Regions from separate parts of the Sus scrofa genome. Here region 2 is linked to region 1. A link is a contact called in public promoter capture Hi-C data. All regions are on one chromosome and are shown on one strand. Each heading gives the region's core, a stretch centred on a gene start, on an enhancer-like site or on the middle of the called end of the contact. The rest is flanking DNA. Distances are from core to core; before and after follow the strand shown.

What was found. Promoter capture Hi-C pulls out the DNA fragments that hold promoters and counts their contacts.
Region 2: a contact with region 1 is called in a promoter capture Hi-C map of fetal liver, with 3 times the contacts expected there. The contact joins the enhancer-like site here to the promoter of FAM213A in region 1. A contact is called at or near these places in 2 of 5 promoter capture datasets (fetal liver and liver), 25 of 47 Hi-C or Micro-C datasets (adipocytes, adipose tissue, alveolar macrophages and 15 more) and 2 of 2 datasets of contacts at active chromatin or transcription factors (alveolar macrophages and skeletal muscle).

Annotation. Positions count from the first base shown.
Region 1 is chr14:82,246,810-82,251,767 of Sscrofa11.1, forward strand. It overlaps FAM213A (family with sequence similarity 213 member A), which reads left to right and starts at 2,669. Exons shown (of 6, transcript NM_001244375.1): 1 at 2,669-2,844. It overlaps LOC106506062 (a long non-coding RNA gene), which reads right to left and starts at 2,540. Exons shown (of 3, transcript XR_001301043.2): 1 at 2,322-2,540.
Region 2 is chr14:82,353,078-82,358,217 of Sscrofa11.1, forward strand. It overlaps TSPAN14 (tetraspanin-14), which reads left to right. Exons shown (of 9, transcript XM_021074409.1): 4 at 673-819; 5 at 2,665-2,835; 6 at 4,942-5,067. Among named protein-coding and RNA genes, the nearest start is that of SH2D4B, 22 kb to the right of the region's middle. Within about 2 kb of position 2,869, at least 8 of the 83 cell types and tissues checked have an H3K27ac peak or open chromatin away from gene starts, as enhancers often do. A contact at or near this core is called in adipose tissue, where this site is marked.

The DNA of each region.
Region 1 (4,958 bases), core at 1,419-3,918:
ACAATGTTTGCTGCCTGCCCCAGGGGATTTGTGAGGGACAGACCTCGAGAGGGTAACATAGCTAAATTATCTAAGTTGTTACAGAGCTCCTAGTTAACCTTAATTTCTACCCCCTTAAATTCAAAATCTAAGTTATTCCCTGGATTTGCAACATCAAAAATACTTTTCTCTTTAAAACTTGGCAGACTGGTGGGTTTATTTTTGTTTCTAATCCTTGAGTTTTGCAAGTTTTCCTGTGCCTACTTGCCTGTAACTTATTCTTCAGCCTGTGCCTTCTCAAATTGAGACTGCGAGGAGTGTGTTAATTAGCTATCAGATCTAGCCTGGCTTTTGAAGTCCAGAGCTTTGGAATGCTACAAAAGTGTAAATATAATCATGGCTTTTTGCATTTGGTAATTACACCACAGTGGAAACTTCAGGGACCTCCCACCCCAGGATTCTGCTACTCATGACCCCTGAATGGTTCTGTCATTAATATTCAGTCTCTGGGGACCCATACCCAAGGGAAATGGCTTCCTGTTCCATTCTAAGTGGCCTTTCCTGCACCCTTTCTCCCTGTTGACCAAATATCCTATTTCAGGACAGTCAGAATAAGTTCTCTCCCCCTCCCCCCTTCACAGGGTAAGGTATTAAGCAGGACAGATAAAGGCCCTCTGGTGGTAAACTGTCCTCTTGTGACTACACCAACACTGTATCAAATTCTGCCAAATGTTTCAGGCCTTCAAATCAAATACCTACTCCTGCCAGAAGGCTGCATGATTGCTCTCACCTCCAATCTAGAAACACCCTCTCTTTCACAACACTTCCCAAGTACACCTCCGAGCTGGCCTTGGAACAGGCTCTGGGGTTGAAAATAAGCAGGACCCCGGAGTTCCTGTTTTGGCTGAGTGGGTTACAAACCCAACTAGTATCCGTGAGGAGGCGGGTTCGATCCCTGGCCTCACTCTGTGTGTTAAGGATCTGGCGTTGCTGTGGCTGTAGTGTAGGCCAGCTGCTGCGGCTCCAATTTGACCCCTGGCCTGGGAACTTCCATATGCCGTGAGTGCAGCCATAAAAAGACCAAAAAAAAAGCAAATGAGCAGGACTCTATGGGGCTCCCAGGCAAGAATAGGCCTCAGTTCAAACAGTTACTAGTCAGGGAAGGGAGAGGATTCAAAGACCAGTCCAGAAACAACAGTGCAGCCTTAGGGCAGGGTCCTGGCAAGGAATATGCATAACACTATCTTTGAGTTCTTCTGCAGAACTAAAACCCCCAACAAATGAAAGATGTTAACTACTTGATGAAGCATTCTATAGTCCAAAAAGGAGGAGGACTACCAGAATCAGTTCCAGGGCCACTAAACACCAGCTGTGAAGAATACAAGCTTGCATCTCCTCTGATCCTTATCTGTGGCCCTATTTTCCACTCCCAAACTTTAAGACCCCTTCCTATTCACTCCCAAAGGAGGACACATTCTTTAGGGTATTAGACTGCTGTGGCCTCCTTTGCCTGGCAAAGCAATAAAGCAATTTTTTTCTCCTTCACCCAAAATTCTTGTCTCTGAATTTCTGTTTAGCACTTGTGGGCATAGGCAGAGTTTCTGCACCAGGGTCCCAGAGATGAAGCAAAGGAACTTAGAAGCTGGTTAGGGACTGATGAATCTCTTTGGGGTTTTTTTGTTTTGTTTTTGGTGGAGCCTGTGGCATGTGGGAATTCCCAGGCCAGGGATTGAACCCTCACCACAGCAGGGATCCCAGCCACTGTGACATGGGATCCTTAACCAGCTGTGTCACAACGGAACTCCAAGTAGTGATCTCTTGAATGGATTCTATTGACCCATAAATTTACAAGCAATCGGGAATCTGCATGGGAGGTCAGAAGGGTGAATCAAGAAAGCTTTTGGACTTTTTACACCAGTAGGCAGTTGCCAGGTGAACTCAGGGGAGCCAACTGCAGGCAGAGAGCCACCTCTGATCAGTGGGTGTCTCAGCCTAACTTTGCTATTTCATTGTACACTGCCTGTGACTGATCAGTTGAACCAGCGATACTGTGAATCATTCCTCCTGTCTCCGAAAAGGTGTTCTTTCAACCGCCTGCGTTTACAAAACAGTGTGGACACTCAACATACCACGAGTAAATATGTAGATGAACAATGTGGGTCAAACTAGACCTTGACTTCTCAATCTGTGAAATCAGGCAACATTCCAGGAACCAGTGGTCCAGCCGCCACTCACCATCCTCTGCCAAAGAGCCAGCATTTTGCGGGTGAAAGAGGTTGCGGGATGCTGTCAGATGCTGGCAAAATTCTGAATTTGTTCCTAAAGATTTAAGGGACACTCACCGGAATGCGTCGGTCCTAAAGACTCCCCCTCCCCATGCCAAAAAACAGAACAAGCTGTCCAAAAATAACTGCTCAAAAACTCGCTGAGGACTAAATGGGGATTGTCCTCAGCTACAGGACTTCCAGATCCAAGTAGAGCCTCCTTTTGCTCCAGAAGGCGCTCCTAGTGATAGGAGTCTAGGGTCACCACTCCCGAAGGACTGAACGGAGCTAGAGCTTTGAGAAAGAGCACAGTGCTGCAGAGTGTCGGACGCGCGCTGGCAGCCGGCGACAGCTCCACAGTGGCGCTGGCACGGAGCCACTGAGGGGCGGGGCTGATCACGTGAGGGAGGCGCGCGGGGCGGCGCAGGCGCGATCCTGCGCAGGCGCGGGGGCCACCCCTGGGACCCCTGGGCCTGGGGAAGGTTTGGTCCGCCACCCCCCACGGCGTCCTGTGTTGCGAGAGGAGGCGGGAGGGACGGAAACTCCAGCGGTACGTAAGGCGCTCAGGACTCTGCGAGGCACGTGACGTCCGCGAAGGCAGGTGAGGAAACTGAGGCAGGGCGGGGCGATCGAGATTGATGGGCGCGCGTGGGTGGGCTGGACACCTGGCAGGTTAGGTCCGCCCTTCGGGAGGCGCACCTGCAGGGCCGGATCCAGGACCCTATTTGCCTCTGTGAGTGACGTCCCTCTCTCCCCAGCGCTCTGCGCTCCTTGGGAAAACCCCGTGTTTGCGGTCAGAAGACCGGGAGCCGGGAGCCGGCACTGATCGTCTAGCCAAGAACGCCCCCTCTTTCCAACCCCCAGCGGCCCCGGGGTTTGAGAGAGGCTGATGGCAACGACCCGTCTGGGTAGTTTGGTCAAAGAACCGAGAAAGGGACTCTGCCCTGGCGCGTCCGTCTTGCGGGGCCGAACCTGGGATGGGCCTGGGGGGCTGCCTGGGGGTGGCCAACTGTACAGCCGGCGATGTGCAGGTGGAGACCGAGAGCTAGGTCATCCTGGGCCCTGTGCTTGCATAGGGTCCTGTATTTTATGGGGCCGCGATTTCCTGCTTTTTTAATAGTCTCAGAGGCACCTGTTTTGCCTCTTTCCCCCAAAGGTTCAAACCCCTGACAACTTTGAAAAGAGCCCAACTGTAAAACATTGTGCTGAAGTCTGGGAATGAAAAGTCGAACAAGGCATCGGTGATTGGTCTGGACAGTCTCTCCTCAAGGTTGTTGCGGGGATCAGAGCTGAAGAAGATGGTTAAGGACCAGGCTGGCAGGGGTTGTGGGGAGGGGCAGAAGCCGAGCTGGGTTTCAGTCCCAGCTGACTTTGGGTCTCTTTTCCTTACCACACCAGGCTTTTCTAGCCCAACTAAACTAGCTCTCAATCTAGTTTTTTTTTTTTTTTTTTTTCTTTGTGCTTGGCAGATGACTAAAAACAGAAAATACTTACTTCAGATTTATTTGGGAAAGCATTATCCACGAGCCAGCCTGTATAGTCTCTGATATTCTCGCTTCAGTCCTGTTCTGGAGACTGAGAATTGGGATCCAGAAACCTAGACTCCTTGGAACATACCCAGTCATCAGAAACCCATCATTTCGTGTACAAACAACATTTTAGGGGCAATCATTGACTAATCTAGAAGTGAGCAAGAATTATACCTCACATTATGTCACTCTTTGTAAGGTAGCTTACGAAGCACCACCTATACATTTAATCCTTTGATTCCTATAACTCTGTAGAAGATTATGTTTTGTAATTTGGGAAGCATTCCTGTTTTACTAATGCAGAAACACTTGCCTTGTTCAGATTCTTAACAGCTTGTAGGAATTTGCATTAGGTTTGAGTTAATTTTGGTGTGGCCCTTTCATATTGCCCTTTTTTTATAAGGGCATGACATTAAGTTGAGGTTTTTTGCATGGTTCCTGAGGGGTAAGAAGACATTTCTTATTTTGTCTTATATGCTTCTGTCATTTTAATGGTGCTTGGAAAGTTTGGTGAGGACTGGAATTCTGGCGCTCGATGCCCCAAGCTCTGTCAGTATCCCAGAAATAAGGCAGCTCTCCTGCCAGCTGAGTACTTGCCTTTTTGTGAAATTTTGAGCAGAGAGACTCCAAATCTCCCTCTGCTGAGGTGTATGTGGCAAGAGTTGTCTTGGAGGCACTGTGAGGGAACCAGCTTCACCCCTGAGCTCAGTGACCTCTGGCACAGGGGGATTACAACTGGGCAGGGCCCTTTGCCTTTCCTGGTGCTGGCAGGCTGCTGAAGGGCAGCATGGAGTATGCCTTGTGGGGTAGGCAGTTAGGCCAGAGGAGCCTGAGAGAAACCAGGGTTCCCTCCAGACCCAGGACTTCCAGCCAGGAGGTGGGCCTGCAGTGACACAGTTGGAGAAGTTATTCAGTGTTTCGTTTCTGTTTTGCTTCAGATGTCCTGCTGTCATAAGAGAATGAGTGAATCTGAGCCCTGCAAAGAAGAGAAGGATACATTGCTGCCTTACGATTCTGTAGTGCTTTATTGTGTTCCACATTGTTCTTCTAGTGTATTCTTTCTGACAGCCCTTCAAAGTGCCATTATTATTATTATTATTATTATTATTATTGTTATTATTTTGGCTGAACCCATGGCATGTGAAAGTTCCAGGTCAGGGATCAGACCCATGCCACAGCAGTAACA
Region 2 (5,140 bases), core at 1,619-4,118, 110 kb after region 1:
ATCCTAGAACTGCTCTATCTGAGCCATTTGGTTGCCATTAGCCAGACGTGACTAATTATATATAAATAGTTTAAATGAAAAACAAATTAAAATTTGGTTCTTTGGTTCCACTAGCCCACATTTCGAGGGCCCAGTAGCACATGTGACCAGTGGCTACCATTTGGAATAGTGCAGATATACAAAATCTCCATTATCACAAAAAGGTAATGGACAGTGCTACCTTTATCTGTCCTTGGTGGATGCATATTTCACAAGTGTGTTCATACTGAAGTTGTTTTTCATCTCAGGATAGTGGGGTTCTCCATGAATTGGATGCTACGTCAGCTGCCAGAGGCCAGGGCCCTGGGATGCCTTGACCACAGGCCACAGGGCCCCCTCCCATCCCAGGCCTGGCGTAGGTACCCTGCAGGCTACAAAAGAAGTATGGGTTCTGTCTGGGAGGAACTCACAGCGTAGATGGAGACCAGGAGTAGGAGGGCAGCAGGGGGTGCTGAGGTGGGCAAAGTTCTGCCAGGCAGTGGGGCCATGCTCTGACCTGGCTTTTACTGAGAAGATTGAGCCTTGGAAGGCAGGTCCCTGTCCTCATTTAGTTCCCCACACAGCTGCTTTCCCTACCCACACCCTTGACTCTCTTCGAGGCTTATATAACCCTGCTTTTTCTGCCTTTTTCAGGGGGTGCTGTCCGACCTCACCAAAGTGACCCGGATGCATGGGATTGACCCTGTGGTGCTGGTCCTGATGGTGGGCGTGGTGATGTTCACACTGGGCTTTGCTGGCTGCGTGGGGGCCCTTCGGGAGAACATCTGCCTGCTCAACTTTGTGAGTGGCCCCAGGTGTGGGGGTGGGAGGAGATCCGGAGGTGGGGGGTAGGCTCTGCTGGGCAGGCTTAGCCCTTACCTAGAGGGGGTAGCAGCTCTGATGAGCCTCCCCCAGGATCTGGCAGTGGTGGGCCACCATTTGTACCCTGCTGCCCACCAAAAGGTAAGATTTCAGGAAAAGATAAGATGAACTAGCTGCTTCCTGGGAGAAGCTGGGCCCTCTGGTTTTCAGCTCCTAGTAGGTGGAGTTGACTGCTTGCCGGGCCTGCTCCCCTCCCACTCCCTTGCCTTTTATCTACCCACAGACATTCTAAAGGAGTTGTTTGTTTGCTACTCACCTTTGCCCTTCCTGGCTAAGATCAAAGGACATTGTCCGGAATGTTAGGAAATCTTTTCCCTCCTCTAGGCTCCAGGGAATCTGTTGGGTATGCAGTGCAGAATCCTTAATTTCCTGGCAGAACTTTGAATAGTTTTATATTTAGATACACATTCATTTTGAAATGCATTCAGTTAAAATTAAACAGCACCTGGTGGGGAAAACGCATAATCGTGTTTTGCAATATATTATTTGTTGGATTTATTAGATCAAGCTTTCTCTTTTTTGGGCTTAATTTAAAAAGCAAAACTCGTGGGGTTTTTTTTCTCTTAAAGTTATTATGTTTGGTTATCTTGCTACTACGAGAATGGCGATTACGTTGCAGAGCCCCTCGTGTGTGGTAGTGGGGGGGGCGTGTGTGTGCACGTGCACACATGTCTTACTTTGGGATGTTGCTGGTTGTGGCAGCTGCCCAGTGTGCTGTGTGGCCAGGGATGATGGCTGTGATAACAAAACTCTACAAGCTGGAACCCCTCCTCGGCAGGAGGGGACCTGTGGCTGCAGTGGCCTTTACAGAATTCCAGCTGTGTTTCTTCTGCAGAGTTTTCTTTGCAGTTGACTATCCTATCTGCACATATGGAGTAGGTACTGATAATATCAACAACTCCAGAGTTGTAAAGAGCCCTGCCAGGGATCTCAGATGTCCTGCCTGGGCTGTGTGACCTTAAGTCAGCTACCTACCTGAGTGAGCCCCAGTTTCCTTTTCCCTAAAGTGGGGGTGACAGGTGAGATTGCTAGCAGCTGGGCTGGGTGCGCCGGGAGATTGGTCAGAGAGTATGGCTCGGGCACAGTCTCTGCCCTCAAAGAACCGATGGCCCGGTGGGGTGGGATAGCATTTGTTCCCATGATGGGTTTTCCTTGTTGGAGTAGGGCAGCCTCCTTCACAGGAGGTGGCCGACATTGTCTTGGAGCCTTCTTAATACTTCAACTCCTCTGACTTTCTGCCAGCACTGCAGTGACATGGGTGGGGAGGACCATCTCCATTTTATTTTATTTTATTTATTTTTTTTTTTGTCTTCTTGCTATTTCTTTGGGCCGCTCCCGTGGCATATGGAGGTTCCCAGACTAGGGGTCGAATCAGAGCTACAGCCACCAGCCTCCGCCAGAACCACAGCAACTTGGGATCCGAGCTGCGTCTGTAACCTACACCACAGCTCACGGCAACGCCGGATCGTTAACCCACCGAACAAGGGCAGGGACCGAACCCACAACCTCATGGTTCCTAGTTGGATTCGTTAACCACTGCACCACGACGGGAACTCCCCCATCTCCATTTTATAAATGACATGGAGTGGAGCTGTCCAGAGCGCCCTAACTCTGGACAGCTAATAACGTGGGAATCCCTGGACCCTCGCATGGGTCTCTCGGGCCCTTTGTGGCAGGCGGTGGTCCTGGGTCAGAGGAGAGTGCCCATCTGGCTGGGAGGTTGGAGGTGTGGTGACCTTGGCTCCTGTGCTTGTCCCCCTGCAGTTCTGCAGTGCCATTGTGCTCATCTTCTTTCTGGAGCTGGCTGTGGCCGTGCTGGCCTTCCTCTTCCAGGACTGGGTAAGGGACCGGTTCCGGGAATTCTTCGAGAGCAACATCCGATCCTACCGGGATGACATAGACCTGCAGAACCTCATCGACTCCCTTCAGAAAGCTGTAAGCACCGCCTGGCTTCTCCCTGATAGTGCTCAGCTCTCTGGGCTGCAGTCTGTGTGTACAGCTCGGGGGCGGATGGCTAACACAGGCTCTCCCTCCTCGGGGGGGCCATGGGAGGTACCAGGCCTACTGTCAGGGTACCCTACCTTGTTTGCTTTGGGGAGGCTGGCCTCCCTCCTGAGCCCACAGCCACCCTCCCCCTGCAGGGCCTGGATCTCTCCAGCCCCATGCGGGCAGCTGCAGTCCCCTGGGCCGGTGACTCCCTCCCTGTCTGAGGCTATTCCTGTCTCCTGTCCCCTTCCTCCCTGAGACCTTTTCCCCTTCCTGTTTGAGAGGGCAGAGCTGCCTGGAGGCAGCTTCTTCAGATGGAGAGGAACACAACCTCCCTGGAATATGTTCCCGGTGTTTGTCTAAGCATTCCCGGCCTGGGGCCTTTTTTTTCCATCTGGTCTCCATCCCCCTCGTGTGTGGCTGCACCTGGAAGCTGGGACTGCAGCCGTCCCCCTTGTTCCCCTGCCAGGAGGAACTCACTCCCTACTGTGCCGACCTATACAAACAAGGCTGTTGTTTGATCTGTCAGAAAACATAGCCTTTGCAGGAACTTTTTATATGGAGCCCCTTGGTTCTGAAAAGGAAATAAAGCATTAAAAATAATATGGGAGTTCCCATTGTGGCTCAGCAGGTTAAGAACCTGACTAGTATCCATTAGGATGTGGGTTTGATCCCTGGCCTTGCTCAATGGGTTAAAGGATCCAGTGTTGCCTTGAGCTGCAGTGTAGGTTGCAGATGCAGCTCTGATCTGGTGTTGCTGTGGCTGTGGCATAGGACGGTAGCTACAGCTCTGATTCGACCCCAAGCCCGGGAACTTCCATATGCCACGGGTGTGGCCTTAAAAAGACAACACAGAAACAAAAGACAAAAACCTATCATCCATTGTCCATGTTAACCAAGACTTGTTTACCTTTATTTATATATGGTAGGGTCTAGCAAAACCCGTTATGTGACCAGAGATCATGTGTCATTAGCAATGACCTGTATGATCTGTGAAAGGCCACCATCCCACCCTCTTCTGATGTCCTTCCCTCAATGTACCTCGTTCAAAGCTGCAGTTCTCTTTTCATTTCCACTTGGCCTTGATCTTGCTGGTGTCAGGGATACCAGGGTGTTTCCTTCCTGTACTGGCCTTAAAGACATTGTAGTTTTCCCCCTTGCCTTCCCTTCCTTTTGAAAATGCCTTTCCCCAGAGGTATTGGGTGAGTGGTAGAGCTTCCTCATGGTGAAATATTAGGTGGTCCTTAGAGCCCCTGGGGACTGTGGGGGTGGGTGAGGTGGGCAGGGGAGATGGGATTTACCTTAGAAATGAAGAGCAATGCAGAAATCCTGGTTGTGGGCTTGTGATTCTAGCCGTAACTGTGTCAGCTATAAGGACAAGTGCAAAAATATCTGCTCTTGGATTGGGACACCATTGACGTCATGGTGATGCTTTCACTATGTTTGGTTTTACGATATTTTAGACAAATGAGTGTTTTATTTGCTGCTTCATCAGACCTTGCGGGTGGGGAGGAAGGATGGAGGCCCGGGATCAGGGGTCAGGGGCAGAGCTTTGATTGCGTTCCCATTCACCCCAGTCATGATGCTTTCCTTGAGAGTAGACGGTCAGCTGCTGTTCTCTGTAAAGAGGCACAAAAGGTGCCTGGGGCCAGCTTGGACCTTTCCTGGGGAAGAGGGTGCACTGCCCACAGGGAGGTGTTCTCTTGGAGGGCAGTAGAGGGACCACTTCAGAAGAGTGAGAAGCCCACTCTGGGCTCTGTGCTGGGCAGTTGGGGAGGAAGGGAAGGTTCCAGGGTGAGGAGGGAGTGGAGCTGAGGCCAGGGGGCGCTGTTGAGCCAGCCCCATGTGTTGGGCCCAGACAGGGCCTGGATGCAATTTCCTTCCTAAAGGGTCACCTGGATCACCTTGCTCACGTCTCTGTGCTGGGAGGTCCGTGAGATAGGCCTCGATTTCTCAATGGAGATGCACTTAACCCCGTGTCCCTGAAGCTCACACCCTATGTCGGGCGACCACAGCCCCACTTGGAGCCCCATTTCTTGGCTTTGTGATTTGCAGAACCAGTGCTGCGGGGCATACGGCCCTGAAGACTGGGACCTCAATGTCTATTTCAACTGCAGTGGTGCCAGCTACAGCCGCGAGAAGTGTGGGGTGCCTTTCTCCTGCTGCGTGCCAGACCCCGCGGTGAGTCGATGCCTGAGCATGGGGGTTCTTGCCTCCCTGAGGGATCTAGCTGCTTCTCTTTTGTAGGTGGAAC